Regions from separate parts of the Sus scrofa genome. Here regions 2 and 3 are each linked to region 1. The links are chromatin contacts, called in public HiChIP or PLAC-seq and promoter capture Hi-C maps. All regions are on one chromosome and are shown on one strand. The core of a region is the stretch at or near the end of the contact, and the rest is flanking DNA. Distances in the headings are between cores, read along the strand shown. Region 1 holds the start of SUMO1 (SMT3 suppressor of mif two 3 homolog 1 (S. cerevisiae)). Region 2 holds the start of WDR12 (ribosome biogenesis protein WDR12). Region 3 holds the start of NBEAL1 (neurobeachin-like protein 1).

Evidence for each region. Promoter capture Hi-C pulls out the DNA fragments that hold promoters and counts their contacts. HiChIP or PLAC-seq counts read pairs in DNA pulled down with a chosen protein or histone mark.
Region 2: a contact with region 1 is called in a promoter capture Hi-C map of liver, with 6 times the contacts expected there. The contact joins the promoter of WDR12 here to the promoter of SUMO1 in region 1. A contact is called at or near these places in 1 of 5 promoter capture datasets (liver) and 1 of 2 datasets of contacts at active chromatin or transcription factors (skeletal muscle).
Region 3: an H3K27ac HiChIP or PLAC-seq map of alveolar macrophages shows a contact between it and region 1. The contact joins the promoter of NBEAL1 here to the promoter of SUMO1 in region 1. A contact is called at or near these places in 2 of 5 promoter capture datasets (fetal liver and liver), 1 of 47 Hi-C or Micro-C datasets (heart right ventricle) and 1 of 2 datasets of contacts at active chromatin or transcription factors (alveolar macrophages).

The regions. Positions count from the first base shown.
Region 1 is chr15:105,848,801-105,851,500 of Sscrofa11.1, reverse strand. SUMO1 (SMT3 suppressor of mif two 3 homolog 1 (S. cerevisiae)) reads left to right here and starts at 1,402. Exons shown (of 5, transcript NM_001112676.1): 1 at 1,402-1,413. The coding sequence starts at 1,402.
Region 2 is chr15:106,409,412-106,412,111 of Sscrofa11.1, reverse strand. It overlaps WDR12 (ribosome biogenesis protein WDR12), which reads left to right and starts at 1,389. Exons shown (of 14, transcript XM_003133592.6): 1 at 1,389-1,776; 2 at 2,423-2,470. The coding sequence starts at 2,430. CARF (calcium-responsive transcription factor) reads right to left here and starts at 1,694. Exons shown (of 18, transcript XM_021075550.1): 1 at 1,572-1,694.
Region 3 is chr15:106,514,843-106,517,542 of Sscrofa11.1, reverse strand. It overlaps NBEAL1 (neurobeachin-like protein 1), which reads right to left and starts at 1,261. Exons shown (of 55, transcript XM_021075109.1): 1 at 1,106-1,261; 2 at 1-239. The coding sequence starts at 6.

The DNA of each region.
Region 1 (2,700 bases), core at 153-2,652:
AATTATTCCATATCTTTTTCAGCACCTGCTATTTTTCTTTTCGATTATAAACATCCTAATGGGTCTGAAATGATACCTTATTGTGGCTTTAATTTGCATTTCCCAAATGGCTAATGATGCTGAGCATTTTTCAAATCCATTTGTATATCTTCTTGGGAGTAATTTCTATTCAGATCTTTGGTCCATTTAAAAATTGGATTATTTCTTTTTTTATAGTTGACTTATAATAGTCCTTTTTCATATTTTTAATATTAGACCTTTATCAGATATATTATTTGTAAACATTTTTTCCTATTCCTTAAGTTGTTTTTTCAACATAAAAGAAAGTTTTAATTTTGATGAAGTCTTATTTATGTTTCTTTGGCTGCCTGTGCTTTTGGTGTCATATCTAAGTAGCCTTTGCCTAATCCAAAGTCAAGAAGATTCATACCTACGTTTTCTTCTAAGCGTTTATAGTTTTAGCTCTTACATTTAGGACTTGATCCATTTTAAGCTAATTTTTCAAATGTTGGGAGATAGTGATCCAAATTCATTCTTTTGCATATGGATATCCAGTTGTCCCATTAACATTTGTTGAAAGACTTCTTTTACCATTGAATTATCCTGGCACTCTTGTCGAAAATTAATTGATGTGTGAAGATTTATTGATTTGTTCTGGAATCTCAATTCTATTCTATGCTTTTGCCAGTAGGGCCACGATATTTTGAAGACCTCATAGACAGACCATTCTTAAACTCAAAGCAACAAATTCAAGTATTGAAATTAGCTCCACCAGTTTAGAACTTTTCAGCAGCACCGTTTTCATCTATAGCCATCAAAATCGTGTCCAATGGGATGGTGTTTTATTTCGTTTAATGACGGTTCTGTGTTGGCCAGGGTTGGTTAACCAAAAATGACAGCTCTAGGGTAAGAAGTCCAATTGATTTTGGGAGGTTGTCAAACAAGGCCAGGGAGAGACAATAGAAGTATCTTGGCTCAGCCTTCAGAAACGCGCAAGGTGTCCGAGAGAGAGGGAGGAGTCGGGGCTGTCAGTACGGTTCCGAACGCTGACTTAGGCACCTGGAACTTTTCCCCGGGGGATGGGCTCGGGACCGAGGCACAGGGCCTGGTCTCAGGGCTGCTGAGGGGGCCTCGTTAATTCACTCGCGCGGCCACCACTAAAGCCGCCCTCAGCCCTCCCGCCTCCGGGAAGCCCCTCCACCCGTTTTCCCGCCTCGCCTTTCCTCTTTTCCCTATCCCTCCCCACAGCGCGTAGCGGAAGTGACGCGAGGCGTAGCGGAAGTCCCTCCAGCCGCGGTGTTGTGCTGTGGGGAAGAGAGACGGATTTGTAAACCCCGGAGCGAGGTTCTGCCTACCCGAGGCCGCTGCTGTGCGGAGACCCCGGGTGAAGTCACCGTCACCATGTCTGACCAGGTACTGGGCTGGGAGCAGTCCGATGGCGGTGGCGGAGGCCTTACTCCGTAGGTCCGTCTGCTGCTCGGCTGGGGCGGGGGGGGGGGGGATGGAGGCGCGGGGGAGGGGAGCGCGGAATGGGGGGAGGGGGTGGCCGGTGGGGACTTGGCTGGCAAGGGAGGGGAGTGGACTAGGGCTGGAGACGCCGGGGCCTGCCGCGGGCCTCTGGGAGCCGCCCTGTCCCTCACTGGGCTCACTCATCACCCCCTGTGCCCCAGCGCCTCTGGCCGCGGCCTCACTTAAGTCGTCCCCCTTCTTTCTCCGGGGCCGACCAGGTGCAGAGCCCAGCTTCCACTTCCCGGAGAGGGTCCCTGCGGAACCCGTCGTCTTGCCTCTCCAGAGGACTGGTTGCAGAAGCAGGGCCCTAGGCCCCAGTTATGTAACGGGAGAGAATCCCTGCCCAGGAAGCTCTGTGGCCCTGAAATGCGGGTGGACTCCACTTTCTGGTTCTTGGTCTTTAGATAGTCCCGGAGTGGGGGCGTGGGGGCCGGGGGAGGGAGACGCTGTCTCTCGTGTTGCTGGGAACCTAGAAAGCTCTGCTTTCCTTTGGGATTGCAGCTAGGGCCGGGCCGCCGCCGCTCTGCTCTGAGTCTTTTCCGTGTGGGGGTGCAGAGCTGTCGCCTCTTTTCTTGTACTTTCCCATTTCTTACTCGGGATTGGTTCAGCAGCTCTCCAGTTGCAAGAGAGCACTCAGAATAACCGAGAAACAAAGTAGAACAGAACTTCTAGAGCAACAGAAAGCATTTCATCTGGGCGTTAATCTGAAGATGACTGATACCTTTGAGGAAAGGGATAGGAAAACTTCTTGTATGTAGAGCAGTTGCAAACATTTGCAGAAAGGTACCTGTTACTGCAAAATGCTCTGTCTCATTAATATCAGGAGTTTATTTGGAATTTGCACTCAATCAGGAGTGTTCGATTTTCCGTGGTAAATTTTTCTTCCTCGTCCTTTTCTAGGTAACCATGTTTATGACCGATTTTTACATTTTAGAGTTTTTGGTCTGGACTTTGTTTTGTCGCTTAGATGACTTTGACTTTTTAGAGTAATTTTGGACCTTGCTTGTTTAGTGATAGTTACCTAGAAAATTGTTTTTCATTCAACAGTATAAGTTACTTGAACTTTTAAATTTAACACACTTATTCCCTTGGCTTTTAACCTAGTTCAGTTTTGTACCACTTGGTGATAGCAAGTGAAACTTTTGTGGATTTGTACTGTTGGGCAAAATGTACATTATTTTTTAAAGTTAA
Region 2 (2,700 bases), core at 140-2,639, 560 kb before region 1:
AAATGATATTTGAAACTGTCAAATTTCTTTTTACTTCTACCAAATTCAAAATATATGGGTTAAATAGCAAGACTTCAATTAAGAAGGAAAAAAAGTTTCAAGCTTCAGGTGGTCTAACTAAGACATACAGTTCTTAAAATTACAATGATGCACATGGTTAAATGACCACGGATTCTACTTGCAAGTCTAGTCCTTTCCTAGGCCCTCAGCACAGAGGTTTTTTCATTTTACTCTTCTAATCATGAGGCTAGTCCTTATTCACGTTGTCAAAGCTTCTAGTTCACCTGGTATCTAAAGGGTAATGGTGGTAATAATAGTTAACATTTACTCTGTGGCACTTAATCTCACAGTTGACCAAGATGTGTCACAGAGAAGTTATTAAGTAGCGGAGGCAGGATTCGAAATAAGGCATTCCGGTTCCACTACCCACATTCTAAGGTGAGTAAACGGAAAACGGTCCTAATTTCACTGTCATTGCTGCTAATAACAGATTATTTTTCGCTTACAATTGTTTAAATTCCTTCTCATAGTCTATGATTGATTTAAAAACCAGGCGTCTACTTAATCGTAGTACATCTTTAAGCAACGTAACCAAGGAGAGCTTTAGTTGTTTTCACCTGCACACATACCCCTTCCCAAAATTTTGCAATCCAGTTCTGCCTTACTCTAAACTGCTGTCTCTTTAAATTTCCCTCTTGGAGCTTCTCTAATGAATGCCTTAAAAAGCGACTATGAAATCTAGATAGTATCTCTCCATCCATCTTCCCTCAAAAAAACAACTCGGTTGCATTAGAATAACTCCCGGGACCATTTGGTCTTTGGGTGACTTCAAAAAAAAAAAAAAAAAAAAAGAAAAGAAAAGGTAAAAAACCGTAGAGAGTGTGGGAGGACGCCTTTCTCCTTCTAGATAGTATCTCTCCATCCATCTTTCCTCAAAAAAACAACTCGGTTGTATTAGAATAATTCCCGGGACCATTAGGCCTTTGGGTGACTTCAAAAAAAAAAAAAAGAAAGAAAAGGTAAAAAACCGTAGAGAGTGTGGGAGGACGCCTTTCTCCTTCTAAAAGGAAATTAAAAGGGGGCTCCTAAAGAGAAAAAAAGAACTCTAAAAAGCGGGGCGCGGGGCTGCGCATGGGACTACACACTGGGCGCTCCAGCCCAGGGGTCCGAATCCAAGGCGGTTCTTCCTTGCGCTCTGAAACCCTCCTAAAAACACGAACTTCCACCTTCTCCAGCGAACCCCGTCCCGGGCGGGGCGCAGTAGGCCTCGACACATAGGGCCCCGAATACCGCCCAAGGTGGGGCGCTGAAGGCGCCACCGACGCCGGGTTGCAGCAGGGGGCGGGGGCCGGCGGTTGCTCAGGGACCGGGCGGGTCAAGAGGCGGCGGGAGGAGGAGGCAGCAGGAAGAAAGGGGGGTTGGGAGGTAGTGTCCCGTCCGTCGGCGCAGACAGCTCTCCCAAACCTCGGACTCCCCCAGTCCCACCGCGGCCGAGCGCCCTATAGGGCGAGAAGGGAAGTCCAAAAAGTGCTGGAGTAGAGGGAAGAAAATTCAAAACGAGTCTACTCAACCTCGTCTTGGCTCCGAGGCCCCGCCATGGAGACCCTCACAGTGCGCAGGCGCACCCCTCCGGGAGCGCGCAGCGCAGTCGCTCGAGATAAGACCACTATCAGCCACCGTCGCGTTTCCCTTCTGATTCGTTCTTTCTTTCGTATCCCCTCCTCTCACCTGGATCTAAAGCTTGAAGCTAGTGGCGAAACACCAAGAAAAATCTCGGTAGACCGAAAGTGTGATTGGGAGTATGCTTGAGCAGATAAGCCCGGAAAGGCTTTCGTGAATTAAAGCTGATGGCAGAGGAAATATAATAGATATTTGGCTGGAGTCGGGAAGGTTTAATGCAAATAAGATATCCCTAGGGGAGAGAGGCAAGAAAGACTACAATTCCCAGTGGGTACAGCTTCTGACAAGCGCTGCTTTCTGGGGTTTGTAGTATCTAGGAGCTGTGTTTGAATTATCGGGCCTAAGGATGGCCTCTTTAAAAAAAAAAGAGAGAGAGAGAGAGCGCGGATAAGCGGATTTGAATCAGGCCTCTCTGTATTTTCATAATCGAGCGCAAGCTTAAATATATATATTTTTTAAATACAAACAAAATTAAAGGGAAACGTCGCCTTTAAGACTATGCCTTACTAATCGATGACTCCTAAATCTAGGAATAGGTAGTCGATGTTTGTGGGCTGGGCCTTGTGGAAGGGGAGCCTCGTGGTGCTTTCTGGCTAGGCAGGCCGGAGGAAGGAAAGCGGAAGCCCGGAGTTGGACTGCAGTTTTTCATATACACGTGCAGTGTAATTTTGAGCAACCTCTTTTTGTAGCCTTAAAGACCCGAGCACGGGTTATCTAACTGTTACCCTGTACGTTTCTGTAGGCAAGCCATGGCTCAGCTCCAGACACGCTTCTTCACTGACAACAAAAAGTAAGTATGCTTACTCTCTTCCTCTACCCACTTCTCCCTTCCCTGGGATTCTTTGAAATGACCGCTTAGGGATGGCCTTGTGCATCCCTGGTTGTCTTTGCCGTCAACTCACTTTTTCTGTTTTGCTAGACTCCTCGCTTGAGCGCGTTTTCCGCCCGGGTGAAAGCAGTACCTAGCGAGAATTTCTCAAGGATCACCGATCCTTCTGCCTGGCTTCTCAAGCTCTGTGT
Region 3 (2,700 bases), core at 12-2,511, 670 kb before region 1:
TGCCATTCTGGCTTTCACTCTGGCACTTTAATTTTTCCTCAAAAAAAAAAATTGTGTTCAAGACCACAGTATGTTCATTTTATTTTCCAAGTTTTTCAGCTGTTACAATAAAACTCAAAGCAGTAGGGAAAACAAAAAGAAGTGAAACAAAGGACGGTCTGCTTTCTGGTTAATAAGATTCAGTTTCAGCAGTTATTCCAACATATATTCATCAGTGGTCTTTGGGCAATTACATAAATCTGTAAAAGAGAAAAAGATGCAAGATTCCCTTTAACAAGAGGCCATATTAACAATTATGGGTTTATAAAAACTAGAGATTTATTTTCTTCACTGCCCACAAACAACTGGCTAAGCTTTCACAACTGATCGGATTTCACAGAAATTGGTATTTCAGAAAAACATCACAGCTAATACAATATTTCACATCAACAGAAAATCAGAATCCTCTTGGGCAGAACTCAAAGATGAGTATTTTTCATAACAAAAAATGTGTCCAATGATAGTAAGCAGCAAAAACGCCGTTCCCACTCATACATTTTCTATAAACATAAGAAAAAGCACACATACTGACATATTTCAAAGACAGAATCCCTTGGAATTCTCTAGGCTGCTTCTTAAAACTTCTTGGGAATGTTTGTCGCTGTGTTGCAGGGCAGGGCGTGGGGAGGAGGGGGAAGAATTTCTGGTTTGTTTGTTGCAACAATCCTCAGGGAGTGAAAGTCGACCTTTCCACCTGGCCTCGCTACCTCTCCATCCAGTTAAGGAGCGCACAAGGAAAACACCGGCGCGGCAAGGAAAACACCTCGGGAAAACCTCCGAGTGTTTTGGGGACCTTTAAATTTCCTCCTCGCATCCCGGGCAACCGAGAAAGGGAGGCAAACTTAATGCGAGCCGAGCCGCCAAGAGAAGCTTTGGCAAAGGGGCAACGCGAGCTTGGCGTTCCGCGACCCACTACCCACGCCCTCTCGACCGCATCCGGGTCGACCTCGCCCCCTCACGGCCGCCCCCCTCTCTACCGCGCCCTCACCCCCAAACACCCTGGGCCCTCCCATTTCTGCCACGCGGCCCCCTCTTCCCTACGACCCGCTCGCCTCACCACGCTCACATTGGGGGGTCGTGTTGCCGCCGCCGCCAGGCCGTCTAATCTGCTTCCCTGCCCCCCCCTTCCCCAGCGAAGCCCCGTGTCACCCCGCAGCTAAGCAGGCGGGCAGGAGAGGGAGGCGGGGCGGCGACCGCACGGGGCGGGGCGGGAGGCTGGGAGGGGGCCAGAGGAGGGGCTTTCCTCTCGGCTAATCATTCTGGCCTCTAAGGATTTACCCGCCCCAGGGCACTAGCTGTTCATTGGTTGCGAAGGCTGGGAAGGGGCGGGATGACCTGAAGCCTCGCCCCAGCATACCTGCGCAGTCGCAGTCGACCCGGCTTCTGAAGACCCGGCGGCCGGTTCCCGGTGGGGCGCTCCTGTCGGCCCCGAGCTGAACGAGACTAAGGACCGACGACGTGCTTACGTCCACCCGTTGCTGCTGCCGGGGATGGGCAGACAGAGCGTTCGGCTCGTGGCGTCATTTCCGGGAATCATTGGAGGGCAGGGAACCCTACGGTGATAACTAAAGAGGATTTCATTTTGATTTCTTTTTGTAAAAAGGGGATTGGTCCTGAGAGTGTACGCTAATGTAAGAACAGACAATTGCTCCCACACGCACCCCAAAATCCTTTATCGTGTTTGTGTCTCATACTTCCGCTGTCGCTGAGTGTCAAGCACAACGGGCTTGTTTCATCACTACTAAAGAATTAAAAGGGCTTTGCTCTTAAAAAAAAAAAAAAAAAAAAAAGATACGAAAGGAAAACAACTGCATTTACTAGCTATAGACCACTTTAGGGGGAAAGGTGCTTAAGGAGTTGGGGAAAGACGCATGAGATTAGTACACCTAAACATTTTTAAAAAACTTTTATTGTGAAAAATGTCAAACAGTATACAAAAGTAAACTAGTATAATGAAATCCCGTATACCATCACTAGTGTCCCATCTTCCTTCCATCAATATCAGTAGCTGGCAAAGTGTACAGAGAAAAAATATTTTAGGTTTTGCAGACCATCCTACTTGAAAACTTAACAAAAATCAAAATAATATGTCATGATATGTGAAAATTAGATGAAATTCAAATTCCATTGTTTTTAAAGTTTGTTGGAAAACAGCCATACTCATTCCTTTACAATTGCTCCCTAAGGTAGCAGAGTTTTGAATAATTTGGGGTAGTTGTTAGCAAACTGTGCCTTTTCAAAATCTCTTGGTTCTCCAGCAGACCTGTGAAATGACATGTGAAAATTTTGGAAGTGGCAGGAGGAGAAGAAATTACCCTTGTTGCCATATTCCCCGTTTTAGTAATTAGCTGCTTCATTCTCCTAGAACCTAACAAGTATCCTCGCTGTCTTTTTTATATATGTCACATTCAGACTAAGCCTTTCAGCTGTATCTTCAAAACACATCTAACTATTTTTCTACACCACTACCACCAGGATGTGAGTTACTACTAAATCTTTTATGGATTATTGTAGTAGCCTCCCCATTTGTCTCTCTGCCTCTGCCTGTACACTCACCCCACTCATGGATTAGTCTCAACATAGCAACAAGAATGACCTTTCAGCATAGAAATAAGATGTTACATCCTTTGCACAAAACTTTGCAGTGGATTCCCATCCCAC